3 separate regions of the Zea mays genome follow, and regions 1 and 3 are each linked to region 2. The links are chromatin contacts, called in public Hi-C maps. All regions are on one chromosome and are shown on one strand. The core of a region is the stretch at or near the end of the contact, and the rest is flanking DNA. Distances in the headings are between cores, read along the strand shown.

What was found. A called contact is a pair of places that touch in the nucleus more often than the background predicts.
Region 1: a Hi-C map of tassel shows a contact between it and region 2, with 3 times the contacts expected there. The contact joins the promoter of LOC100282355 here to the promoter of LOC100272688 in region 2. A contact is called at or near these places in 3 of 25 Hi-C or Micro-C datasets (ear, leaf mesophyll and tassel).
Region 3: a Hi-C map of tassel shows a contact between it and region 2, with 7 times the contacts expected there. The contact joins the promoter of LOC100284157 here to the promoter of LOC100272688 in region 2. A contact is called at or near these places in 2 of 25 Hi-C or Micro-C datasets (bundle sheath and tassel).

The regions. Positions count from the first base shown.
Region 1 is chr8:63,726,668-63,731,314 of Zm-B73-REFERENCE-NAM-5.0, reverse strand. It overlaps LOC100282355, which reads right to left and starts at 2,498. Exons shown (of 3, transcript NM_001371853.1): 1 at 2,373-2,498; 2 at 1,896-2,123; 3 at 1,287-1,796. The coding sequence starts at 2,375. The coding sequence ends at 1,410. It overlaps LOC100281129 (60S ribosomal protein L28-like), which reads left to right. Exons shown (of 4, transcript NM_001371852.1): 4 at 472-837. The coding sequence ends at 597. LOC111590092 (small nucleolar RNA R24) reads left to right here and starts at 268; the gene lies at 268-360. It overlaps LOC111590094 (small nucleolar RNA R24), which reads left to right and starts at 14; the gene lies at 14-106.
Region 2 is chr8:63,104,758-63,109,196 of Zm-B73-REFERENCE-NAM-5.0, reverse strand. It overlaps LOC100272688, which reads left to right and starts at 2,708. Exons shown (of 2, transcript NM_001147144.1): 1 at 2,708-4,133. The coding sequence starts at 3,000. The coding sequence ends at 4,112.
Region 3 is chr8:63,616,229-63,620,628 of Zm-B73-REFERENCE-NAM-5.0, reverse strand. It overlaps LOC100284157 (EMB2752), which reads right to left and starts at 1,924. Exons shown (of 2, transcript NM_001157054.1): 1 at 1,635-1,924; 2 at 918-1,259. The coding sequence starts at 1,817. The coding sequence ends at 1,125. It overlaps LOC100383422 (phosphoribosylamine--glycine ligase), which reads right to left and starts at 483. Exons shown (of 5, transcript NM_001176074.1): 1 at 221-483.

The DNA.
Region 1 (4,647 bases), core at 1,249-3,748, 620 kb before region 2:
GCTAGTGCAAGGTTTAGCTGTGATGAGCCATAACTTTTAAGAAAACCAACCGATCAATTGGTTCCTTCAATGAAATATAAGCTGATACGCTTGGCTTCTGAGCTGCATATTGTTTCATACTCTTTATTTAGTATTACTTCTAACATTATGTGTTCGTTTGTAAGATATTTGTTCTGTTGTGTTGCTTGAATGGTCCTGTGCCGGTTTCTCTTGTTAGGTAGATTCTCTTCTCTTTTATATTTTTGGGTTCCATTGCTAGTGCATGGTTTAGCTGTGATGAGCCATAACTTTTAAGAAAACCAACCGATCAATTGGTTCCTTCAATGAAATATAAGCTGATACGCTTGGCTTCTGAGCTGACCTTGCAGGATATTTAAGTCTTGTATCATTGGTTTCCTGCTTTTCGTTTAGAATGAACACTAATAATGTACAGTGCTTCGGTTTCTAATTTGCCTTTTGTTTGTGCTGCAGGTTGGCGACAACTATTACAGGCCTGATCTGACCAAGTCGGCCCTTGGTAGGCTGAGCTCTGTGTACCGCAGCCTCCAGGTTGCCAAGTCTGGTGTCAAGAAGAAGAACAGGCAGCCTACGCACTAAGCCTGTGTTCTGTCGTTGGTGCCCATAGTCTCAGCTTATATTTATCCAATGTCTCCAACAGTTTTGAGACTTGTTAGAACTAGAGCAAATCGTGTTAAGATGTTGCCGTTTGTCATTCTATAGCAAGAATTCCATGACAAAGATTGCTTGGCACTTGATTGCTGCTTTGTTTGCAAGCTGGCTGGCCGGGATTACCCCTGATTTTTGTTGGGTTCTGGAACATGTATGTCTAGCTTCTTATTGGGTGCTTTTGGTTGCCTGTGGACTGTGGTTGCCTGCATATTGTCTGGCGAGGCTCACGTTCTGGTTGGTTGCCTATCAGCCTCTTCAGCGTTCTGGTTGGTTGCCTGGTCAGCCTCTTCAGCTCGATAGGAATTAGCCGTTTCTCTAAGGCCAGCCTCTGTCGGTGCAACCGTCTTTTCTAATGAGATTAACATGTAATTAGTGTCTATTAAATAAATTTATCCCGACATATGAAGGAATTGGCCGTTTTGTTAAAGACAGCCTCGGTGCAACCATTAGTCTTTTCTAATGACAGATTAACATGAAATTTGTGTATTAAATAAATTTAATTTATTTAAAAATGGAGACAACCGACAGGCCCATTGTGGCTTAGGAATGAAAATACCAACTATTGCTGTTAGACGTGGCCAGCAGCCAAGTCCCGTCGCAGGACTGTTTGCTGCATGTTTAGATTCATACGCTGAAGTGTTCAAATCAGGATGAGGTACAGGTACATTAGATCCATACGCTAGCTGGATACATTCGGACTGCAGAATATAGATAGTCATGGTTGGCATCCTGGCAGTTGGTTACATCTTGTGAGTAATCTGCGCGTTGCCGTTCAGCAGTTTCACCGGTTCTTGCTGCTGCTGCTGGGACCCGATCCGCTGCCAAACTGCGCGGTAAGCCGTGAGGCCAAGCTTGTGCACCCTGTCGTACACGGTCTCCGGGCGCAGCGGCGCGACGTAGAGGCCGACGGCGTCGAGCTGCCACCCGCTCCTCCCGCAGAAGCCGACGATGACGCCGCCGTCCACCGGGAACTCGAAGGGCGTGCCCTCCGCCACGCCGAACGGCCCGTACGCCCCCTGGTTGGTCCGGAACGCCAGCGAGCGGATGACCGGCGAGCCGCCGGGCGCGATCGGCGCGTAGTGCCCGCTCACCGTTGTCAGGTACTCGTCCGGGTAGCCCAGCTTGATCTGTGTACGTACGCGCGCACGGTTCAGAAACCACCCAGCGGAAGGAGCCGTGTCACTGATCGTGACTGACGGGGGTGATTGGTTTGGCGGCGGACGTGCCTGGGTCGTGTGGCTGGCGGCGGCTCCTCCGTGCCGCTCCCCAGTGACGGGCATGCCGTCCCTGTCGTACTCCACGCTGATGGACTCCATGAACCGGTCGTAGGACATGGTGATGCTGCGGATCCCGGAGTAGCCGCCGTCGTCCCACGGGTGTCCCCCGGCGCCGCCCCATGGGCCGACCTTGATCAGCTTCTTCTTCGACACCACCATCTTCCTCTGCGATTGCTGCTGCCCCAAAAAAAAAGACATGCAGTTTTTTTTTAAATTCAGACATTCCCCATTTCGGAAATCCTGTATGCTTTCAACCACACGCCCTAGTTAGTTCCTCTCTTTTCAAACCAATGAAAGAACGAAAGAAAAAAAGTTTCAGCAGTTTATGTCTGAACAGAGAGGCATGCGAGAAAGACGCGAAATTCCTAACGGCGCGCAGGAACAAAAAGCAAACGAACAGAACACTAGTGAAGTCCATGTGTGCACCATGTTTCCTTCCCTTCCAGGGGGGTCTTGAGAGAATGCACAAGTGGTTAGGTTTTGCAGCCAAAGTTCCTTGAAGAGCAAGGGTGCTTAATAGATAGACAAGAGGTACTGAAGAAATTGCCCAGCAAAACAAAAGGTGCAGCAGGATGGGACGGATAGCTGGGGACAAAAGAATTAGATGCCCTAAGGAGGGGGGCTAGGGGATGAGTACACTGCTTTTCTGGAACGATAAGCATATTGCACAAAGAGCGCTCTGTTCTTGATCTGGAAGTTTCGTAGGATAATCTTTGAAACTGTGGATAATCCTCGGTTCGGTTTTAGCAGCAATGTCCCTGGAATTTTTTTTCTATGTAATTAGATTGAGTAAACTGTCTATGAGTTGAAGTTACCTTACCTTCAAGAAAAATGGAAGATCTAACAACGGTCGCAGTGCTCCCTTAGACTCCAAGCTCACAAGGTCTTGGTACCTTTACTTACATCAGATGGTGACTCGAAAAACAGAAAACGATGGTGACTCAAGAACATTTTTTCTCTCCCAGTCAAGCTAGCTATGCTTTGTCAGTAAAGGGACGGGCATGAAAGGTCTGGTGGACGATCATGGAACTGGAGAACAATACGCCATTGAGCTGATAGCATCATTGGCGAGAGCGAACAACTCATCCTGCCCGTCGTTCTTTCTTTTTAAGCACATCCAGCCAGCCAAACTTGCATGCACGAAACACTGAAATGTCCACCACACAGCCCACAGGGACATATGTGTGATGTGTCCAACAATCATCACCGGGAGGGAGCCAGGTCCAGTTGGTTTCGGTTGCCACTGAACAACACACAGCTAAGGAGAATCTTAGCTGACAGCGTGCGCAAAGTCCAGAAGAAGCCAATAATACACACAGCCAAAGCCAACGAATTGGCAGATGATAGGTGGCTGTCGTTTTCTGAAGCTTCAGGTGCACTTGCGGTAATTATGGTGCCTGTGGCTTCAAGTAAATACCTGTATGTGTGTGTGTGACTGCAAAGCGACCGTGCCGTCTCTATCTAACCGTCTTTGTGACACCGTGCTGTCTGTGCCCTTTCATCGTTGAGCAGACTGGACTTTTCCAAATAAGCAAAACTGTCAGCCATATCCCCTTGGGCCGTCGGGTATATCGATGTGCATGCAGTGGTTTGTTTCATCGAGCCAGACTGTACTGCTGCAGCCTAGAATAGAACCCTGCTGATCTGTGCTTTGCTGGAATACATCGGTATCATCAGCAGCTAATCTGTAGTTCTCAGATGAGGTGTACTGCTGCCTGTTGTGCAGAGCATCCTGCACTTTCACTTTGTTTCTTGCATAGTCGCATTGGCTGCCAATTATTAAAAAGAAAAACGGTAAAGAAGCAAGTCCCCCAAATCTGGATTATGAAAAATCAGAAATCTGCTAATTGTAGATTGGTTCTATATATGTCACTGAGGACCAGCAGTCTCCTAGCTTTAAGCTAATTATGGGGTGGCACTAAATTATGAGCTGGCCGATGGGAAATACGTAGCGAATAGGCCAGACTGTGAACGTGAGGCCCCAACCCTCCGCCGCTCGCCTATAAACACGCGCTCTCACCGCCTCCGACCTCACTCACTCTCATTCGCAATTTCCCTACGAGCTCGAGCTCACGGCTCACCGCAGCTCAAAAGCCAGCACAGGCAAACCCCCGTCATGGCCTCCTCCAAGATACTGCGCGCCGCCGTCGTCGTCGTGGCCGTCGCCGTGTCCTCCTTCGCCGGCGCCGCCCTCGCCGCCGAGGCCCCCGCGCCGAGCCCGGCCTCCGGCGCCGCGGCCGTCTCCTCGTCGCTCTTGGCCGCCGCCCTCTGCCCGGCCGTCGCGCTCCTCCTCGGCAACCTGCGCCACTGATGACGCCTGCCTGCCTGTCCGACGAGAGCCGCCGTGTGCTGTCGCGTGATGTTATTGTCCTCTGTATGTGTGTGTGTGTGTTCCTGACCTGTGCGTGCCTTGTACCGCCACCCCGCGCGTGGATTGGAACTCTATCGATCGTTCGGAGATTCAGCGCGTTTGTTTCTGTAGCAGCATTGGTTCAGACTTCAGAGTGAACGTCGCCCAGATTTTCTGATGTTTTTTTTGGAAGCACGAACATTAAACATAATTCGTCTGATTATGTTTTTTTAAGCAGGGATGTCATACCGCCTTTGGGGGTATTTGCATCTCGTTTTCGCAAAGAAAAGCGACGCTTTTGTTTTGAGAGAGAAAAAAAGAGGGCAGGCAAAGCGTAAAACTAAAGCAGGC
Region 2 (4,439 bases), core at 1,459-3,958:
TTTCTTTTTTCAGCCTCCGAAGGCTGCTGACAGTGCAGTATCTTCGGCCTTCGAGTAAGCCCCAAGCAGTTCATCACTTAAATTTTCAATACTTTTTAGCCAGTCATCATCTGGCTCAACGAATTTATCTCCGAACTTGAAAGTATACTTCAGCCTGATAAGTCCACCTTCGTCAGCCTCCTTTATGGTTTCTTGCGGCATTTCCCATTTTTCCGCGAGCGGCCATACTCTGAAGGCAATATGCTCTTGTACCAAATCTCTTGTTCCAATAAAAGAACAAATAACACCGAAGGCTCTCTGGCATTCTTCGGCAGCTTCATTCATTTCAACCTTCGGCCTCCGCAGGCCGAAGCTTTGCTAAATAGGGCGCATAATTATACCTTTGATATCTTCCCGTACTGTCAGGTCATTCTTCACATAAAACCATTCTGTCATCCAGTCGCCGGGCCATCTCTTCCGAAAGGTTGGCACGGGACAGCTTGACCCAGACCGAGAAACGAAATTGTAGCAGCCAAAATTATTGTGATACTGTTCCTTACCCCAAGGTTTTGTCTCGTATGATAATTCGTGTATATTGCAGAAACTTTTCGCATCAGGCTCCAGACCTTGGCTTCTCACGGCCCACACGAAGATATTCAGCCTTATGATTGCTTCAGGGGTAAGTTGGTGAAGATATACTTCGAATATTTTCAGCACCTCTACGACAAAGTTGCTCAGGGGAAATCTAAGTCCAGCTTTCAAAAAGCTTCAGTACACTACGACTTCATTTTCTTCAGGGTTCGGACAAGTCTTTTCTCCTTCATCGGCTCTAACAACGGACAAGTCCCGGAAATACCTTCCTCTCATGTTGACAAGATGATTTTCTTTGATACTTGATTTGCCGAAAACCGCATGGCTTGGTCGCCAAGGGCGATCTTCGGAGTCTTCACCACCACTATCCACATCATAACTGTCGCTGTCATCAGTATCTTCAGACAAACCTTCTAAAATCTCTTTGGTGATTTTTTCTGTATTGGTCTTCGACATTGCTATAAGAAACCCCAGATTCTTCTCTTCATCGAGACTCAGCTTCATCTCAGCAGCAGCCTTCTTATCTTCAGACATCTTCGGAAACACTAAAAAACTGTTTTCAATGCCGAAGCTTCAAAACTTAAAAAGCTAAGCAAATCTTGGTGCGCAAGAGCTAAAAATTGAATGAGCGGGAGCAGATGGCAAGAGAGCGTGCCAAATGAGCTTGCGGTATGATCTTATTTATACGCCCAGTGCGTTGAAAATTGAAAGACCCCGCCTGTCAGTGAATGTTGCTATTCTAGCAAAGGGAAGATGTTTTTTCGGACCTTCGGCTTAAAGCCTTCGTTCATGTCGCAATCTAAATTTATTATTTTAAACAAATTAATATTGCGAGAGGCTACTGTTGGGGACCTTCGGCGTACGAAGGTCCTCAAAAACAGAATTTAACAGTATTTCTGGAGTATAATGTGTGAACAGGTATCTTCGGACTCGAGTCGGTATCACAGTAGGAGAAGCCCAAAATAATACGAAGGTTAATACAGCGCCGAAGATGTGAGCGGGAAAGCTTCGACGTGGTAGCAGAAAATGAAACCGACTTAAAGATGAAAAGGCTATTCAGACCTCGGTGGATTACTATAGAATTATTATCAAATGTAAAGAGCATGAATGTAATTTTGTATGGGCTGTGTCCCGTGCCTATAAATAGGTGAACAGTACCCCCTTACTGTTCACGCTGATTTGGCATTTGCTTTTGTGTCACACCTGTATTTTCATCCCCTTCCAAGCTGAAGGTACATTTGTAATTCAATGTCATTTCTGTTTCTTCATAATAATAATGCAAAAATAAGTTGATAATAATATATAATTGTCTATATTATTCTTCATACTCCTTATGATTCATTCTTCGTCATTGTATGCTGTGTTAATAAAGGTACGCCCTTCATAACCTTCGTCTGAAAATCATTATATCCTAAGGGAAATAATGTTTCGAAGGACGAAGGACTTTACCGATTAACATTTTCTGTGTTGCCTTGTTCTTAACTCATAGCATTTGAGAACAAGTCCCCAACAATCCACACATTGGTACTGAAGCTATATAGGCAAACACTCTCCACGTCCTATCAAAGCTCTAGAGATTAGAGGCAAGCGTGCCCTGCATCTTTTTCCATGCCATCCGCCTCTGACCCACGCGCCACCCTTACGTGGCAATCGGCGGAGCCAAGCCGGGGCACGTGCCTAGGCAGGCTGGAAAGTAGCTCCGCCACTGAATAGGCTCTTCCTAGAAAGAGAAAAGCTTCTCTAAAAATTAATAGGAGCCGAGAGTAAAAAGGAGCTTCAAACTGCCCATGTTTTTCTCTAGTCGGTGCTATATCGTAGGAAAAACCATATGATGAGCTATTCAACAAAACGTGATGTTCTTTCTAAAGCTTTTTCTTTAAATAAAGTGGAAGCTATTTTTTAAGGACAAGAGTACCAAAAGGAGCCTTAAATCGACTCAATCACAACTAACATAAATGGATTAATATCAAATCGAACCATCGGCGACCGTTTCGGAATGCTGCGTGTGGTTGTATTCCTCCGACCTTAACGCGTGGAAAAAGGGCAACAAATATGGAAGAGAAAACCCAACCAGCGAAAAGAAATCGGGTGTCGAGTCGTCGCACGGTGTTGCTCGCCATATCCCCTTCCCCCCTCCTCCCTGCGTCCCCCGGCTCCGGCGATCCGCCGCACCTGAACCCTTCTCCACGTCGCCTCGCCGGTAATCGACTACGTTCTCTTTCTTTAGGCAGTCGGTTCGTACCCCAAACTCGGATTCCTCTTTCTGATCCTCCTATACACGCCGCGTCGATTGTATCGTCTTAGGTTGGGTTGAGGTGAGCCGATCAGATCCGATCGGGGCCGGTCCTTGCGCCACTGCTGCGTGAGCTCATCTCGGTCGCCCGCCTGCTCGGCTCGATCGGCCGGGGACGGCGGCGGCCAGATCTGCAATGGAGGGCAACAAGGACGACGCGGCCAAGTGCCTGCGCATCGGCAAGGGCGCGCTCGACGCCGGCGACCGCGCGCGCGCCATCAAGTTCCTGTCCAAGGCAAAGCGCCTGGACCCCTCGCTGCCCATCGACGACCTCCTCACCTCCCTTCTCAACCCCGAAGGCGACTCCCAGGCTTCTTCGCCCCCGCCGTCTTCACCACCGCAAACTGCCGCAGCAGGGGCATCGGAGGCAGTTGAGGCTGATGGGCTGAGAGAGAGGAAGCACAAGGGCAAGAATAGGGAGGAGGAGGCGACTCCTGCTGCCAGGGAGTACACCGCAGAGCAACTCGAGGTCGTGCGCCAGGTCAAAAAGCACACCAGGGACTACTACCAGATCCTCGGCCTGGAAAAGGACTGCAGTGTCGAGGACGTGCGCAAGGCCTACCGGAAGCTCTCGCTCAAGGTGCACCCCGATAAGAACAAGGCCCCTGGCGCAGAGGACGCCTTCAAGGCCGTCTCCAAGGCCTTCCAGTGCCTGACAGATGCTGAGAGCCGCAAACGTTACGACCTTGTTGGCTCGGATGAGCCAGTAACACACCACAGGAGGGCCTCCACTGCCCGTGCATACAATGAGTTCTACGAGGATGACTTTGACCCAGATGAGGTATTCAGAAACTTCTTCTTTGGTGGTATGGCGCCTGCCACCACCAGGCAGTTTGGACAGTTTAGAACTTTCCATTTCAGGACTGGTGGGATGCATGCCCACGGCACACAAAGCACTGGTGGCTCACCTGTCAGGATGCTTATTCAGCTGTTGCCTGTCCTACTGCTGCTGTTGCTCAACTTTCTGCCATCCTCGGAGCCTGTCTACTCGCTCTCTCGTTCCTACCCTTATGAGCATAAGTTCCAAACCCCCCGTGGAGTTCCATACTATGTCAAGATGTCTAATTTTGAGGAGCAGTATCCACACCAAAGCACTGAGCGAGCAACAGTGGAGCGGCATGTTGAGAGGGATTATTATTCCATAATCACACAGAATTGTAGGGTCGAGCTGCAGCGTCGCCAATGGGGCTTGTCATACCAGACACCACATTGTGATATGCTTCAAAAGTTTGAGGCAACAGCACAGTAATAATTCATCCAATGGTGGAAGGTGAGATTCAACTTTCTCTGCACATGGTTTAGCAGTAATAATGTATTTATGTGCCGTGTCGAAGATTTTCTCTAGAGCTTGCAATCTCATGTGCTTTGTATGACAACTTGAATTGCTTTGTAATGCTATGTGCTTAACACTTGTTTTATTTTCTGTTTAATACTAATAACCCTGCCCTTACAGGTGAATAGCTGTATAGCATTGCAGGCAAGTCATGCTTTGCATTTGGCTTTGTTTGTGAATTAGAGGAAGTTCAAGCTGTCATTTTTATATCTGTTTCCTCTAGAGTGTTTCGTAACTAGAGAA
Region 3 (4,400 bases), core at 675-3,174, 510 kb before region 2:
CAAAAGTTGTATAATTTGTTGTAAATAGTTCTAAAATAATGTGCTGATCAGTGGTACACAGTGCATTTCCTGAAAAGAGATACATAAAAAAGGCTTACTATGACATTTCATGATTCTAACGATTAACGAACCTAATTACTTTAATGGTCATTGGGACTCATCAAATAGGCTATAAAAGTTACCAAGCACTGAACAAGCAGAGCAGATGATTGAAAAGTACCTGCCCTTTGTTTCTACAGGGCGAAAGAATGAACTTCGGCGCACGAGCTTGAGGCTCCGCCGTCGAGTTTCAGAGCTTCTTGCTCGCGATGGGCGCCAGCGCAACCAGGGTCTTCTTCACAGGGCGTCGGCGGGGCCTGGAGTAGGCACGGCGGCCGTCAGCTGAACTTGGAGAAAGCGCGGCGGGGCAGTCTCCGCTAGTGGCGGCGGATGCGGCGGTCTGGCACTTTAAAGGTTCTGTTTGTTTGTCTGATGCCCTCCATTTGGGTACTGACTCCCAGTACCAGCCCGGTACCCGAACGTCAAAAAGAACCGAAATTAGCCCAGCCCAAAAGCTTCAACTCGCCCAGAGCATGCCGCCAGCGCTGCGCCGCGCCGGCCACCTCCCAGTGCAGTCGGCCGCGAGATCCACCACGCGGTTGTGTGCTTACAGGGTTTCTTCAACTCCGGTGAGCCTAGTTCGAGTCCGCGGTTGTGTGCTTAAAGGTGAATGGAGATTGTATTGTTTATTTGGAAAATAACACACATGAAAAACACGATCATATTTGAGCTATCTTTATATTCTATTCAGATATGATCATCAATCGGCAGCATGTTTGCCTGGAAGTTAGAACGACAGAATATTGTGGAGACGTGCAACAATACTCAAGCAATAGAACAGAATGGGAGCTAGAATCTAGCTAGGGTAGGGTAGTAGGTATCCATGCCAACGTTTTCTGATTTTTTTCTTTATTTGAGGTCTTCAGTTCTCCTGATCTTATCTTACTCGTGTATTCCAGACAGACAGGTACAGGCGTACAACCAGGAGAGTGGGAGAGGCACAAAAGCAGGGCTCCAATTTCTTTTTTTCGATCGAGACCAGATACATGCTTCTTCTGAAAAGTTTTGAAGCAAGCTCGAAGCTCCTACGCCGTCTTGGCCTCGTCGGGCGGCTGAATGAAGCGCGGAACTTCTCCGTTCATCACCCTCCAAGGCCCCCAGTAGAACTTGGGCGGCATGATCGGCACCGCCTCGCCGGGGTGATCCTCCCAGTACTTCTCCTGCGATTTTCAGCAAAAACGAGTCAGTTTAGCTTGCCTAGCGAGGTCAATGAAGCACAGCCCGAATTCTCGAAATGCTCCGAACAAATCTGATGTTTTCCAGTGAATCACAACAGAACAGAAGCTCTGCAGATGCAATGAGCAGATGAATTCAGGCACCGAATGCCGCGAAATCATGCGAAGGGGCTGAAAATTTTGAACTATCACACAGGGGTCAGGGTCCCTATGTGCGAGGCAAGCGAGCGGGAGATCCGCGGCGGCTGGCGCAGTTTCTCGGGCAAGCATTCCAACGAGCACCTGGCAGGCGCTGCAGTACCTGTGGCCGGCGGGAGAGGAACAAGGGCAAGGAGGGTCAAGGCGCTGAGGTTGGCAGACCTTGTAGAGCTGCTCGGTGACGGCGGCCCCGACGACGCCGGTGTAGAAGGCGGCGACGTAGGTGCCGACGAGTGGCGCGAAGGAGCGCGGCGGGCGGTAGGGCTCCACCATGTCCCACAGCACCGTCTTCTCCCACTTGTGGAACTGCCGGTCCGCGTACCACCTCCAGAACCGGCTCGACATCGCAGTCACCTCCTTCTTCCCCTCCTCCCCTCCCAGTACCACCCCTGCCTGCGCTCGCGCGACCTCGCCGCCGGTGGCCCGGTGCTGGAGACGTGAGGCTTCGCAATGGGCCGACGCGTTTGTTCATTGTATTCAATAGTTGGGTCGTGCGGGCCCACGTGGCCCGTTAGACTCTCTCTAACAAGACCTAAAAATCTCTCATGTACGGGGACGAAGATGTTCGGCACGTCTCTAACAACAACCACTATATCATCTGGTAAAATTTAGGGTATATTCATCGTCCGCTATTTTTAACGGACTCGCTGTTGATCACTATCCATCGCGTCGCGCTCACTCCCGCGTTTGACTTCATCGTGCTCGTCATCGAGATCCTCCGCCATCACTCCTCCCCACCCAAGTCCCACGAGGTCGCCTCACAGTACATGAGCTCCAAGCATCCTCTGCTCTAGTCAACGTCGTCGTAGCTCTCAGCGATGGTGAGCTCAACTGCCTCGCCGTCGTCCTCGTCGCTGCCCTCTCCCGCGGAGCAGAAGAAGTTGTCTCGTCGCCGTAGTCCGAGCAGCGCGTACAGCGGGGCAGCATAGCCGAGAGGGAGTACACAAGGAAAGAGGAAGACAGAGGAGGAGAGACCGGAGGTTGGTCGTCTACCTCGTCGTGCTTCTGGTGCTGTTGCATACTGCGCATCACGTCCATGGCTTGGCATGGAAATCGTGGACGCCTTATTCCTGATCGACGAAATGTCTGACAAGCAATATACACATGAACGATGTTTTGTCCAATACGGATTTATTTTAGAAAATTGAGTCGGTTAGCTTTTTATATTATTTGCACCAATACAAATGTCTGGTACATTATTTGCTTAAATATGTAATAATTTTATTTTCACCACAAAGTTAATATGTACTATAGCGTATTTTAATTTCGCGACATCTGAACTATTTTTTAAGCGGTGAAAAACTAATATGTATTGTTAAATCTGGTAGCACTGTAGATATAGAGGACTAAATTTAGTAGACGTTGCTGAAGATGGAGAAGATATAGAAGACAATTTTTTTATATTATAATATAAAAGATATAGAATATTAATTTATGGGATAAAATTTAGTGGACAGGGCTGCCTTACGGCAACGACTGCTATGCAAGCAGTCCTTCTGTGCAAGCGTGCAAGCAAATCATCTGATCTATTAGATCGTGATCTAACCGTAGGTCACATTTAACACTTAAACCCTTCCACCACCAGCTCAATAATCTTTATAAGAAAACCCCTAACAAATCATGGTTGTATCTGTGGTTGGATCGTAATCTAATGGATCATATGGTTTGCTTGCACGCTTGCACAGAAGAACTGTTTGCATAACCGTTGTTGCCCTGCCTTACAGCCCAACCCAAGTGTGCAGTCTCCACTTGACCACCGCGCCGCGAAAACACGCACAAAAAAACAGCCAGTCGAAAGTGACGATGAAGAAAAAAACAGAAACAACTCGCGGTTTCATGCGCCACTCCGGCTCCTCCTCCGCCCGCCGCAGACGAGATGGGCATCAAGGCAGAGGCAATTCCATGGAGGGTAGAGGGGGGCAATGTCACCCCTAATCCTCTCCAAATTCCATAAAATCTACTAACTTTTTAGCTAATCACCATATAAATAATATAAAATACCTCCTAACAGCCCCTCTCAGATCTCTCAGTTTCAAATGCTGGTTTCGCCCCTGCATCAAGGTGAGTGCCGGGGGTGGGTGGGTCCGTCCTCCCTCTACTTTCCTTTAGGCTTTGTTCGTTTGTGCCGGATTGGTGGGTTGGAACGATTCCTAACCGGATTGCTTCTCTAATTTATATAAACTTTGATTAGCTGGAACGATTCTGGGTGCAATCCGACACAAACGACCAAGACATTAAAGTTTGGATTTTCGGGTTGATGCCAACATGTCGTCTGATGGCGAATCAGTTGACGGTTTCTGCCTCTTTTTGCGTCTTCGACGTGTTTAGGGTTTAACGAAACTGCTGGCGGACAATGCGTCCAAGCTGATGAAGGAGCAAAAGTTCAAGAGCTACTTCAGTCGCAAAATCGTCGTCGACGCCAGCATGAGCATCTACCAGTTCTTGGTGCGCTCTGCTCCAACACTAGTCCGCATTGTTTTTCCTCGCCGTCCTGGGCTTAAGATGGAACTGCCTGTTTTGTCGGCGTTTCGAGACCGGGGGGTCCCTGAGCCGACGAGTGAGTGTGTCGCGTGCCCCAGCCCAGATGGGTCGAGCGCGTGGGCGAGCGCGAAGGGGGGAAGCGAGGCGGCCGGAGACGGGCGTGAGAGAGGTGGAAATCCCGCGGCCTTCGTGTTCGTCCCGCGCCCAGGTCGGGTGCGCTTGCAGTAGGGGGTTACAAGCGTCCATGCGGGTGAGGGAAGCGAGCGGCCCCAAGAGAGCGCCTGCCCCGTCCTCGTCCCCGCGCGGCCAACCTTCTCTAAGAAGGCCCTGGTCCTTCCTTTTATAGGCGTAAGGAGAGGATCCAGGTGTACAATGGGGGTGTAGCAGAGTGCTACGTGTCTAGCGGAGGGAGAGCTAGCGCCCTAAGTACATGCCAATGTGGCAGCC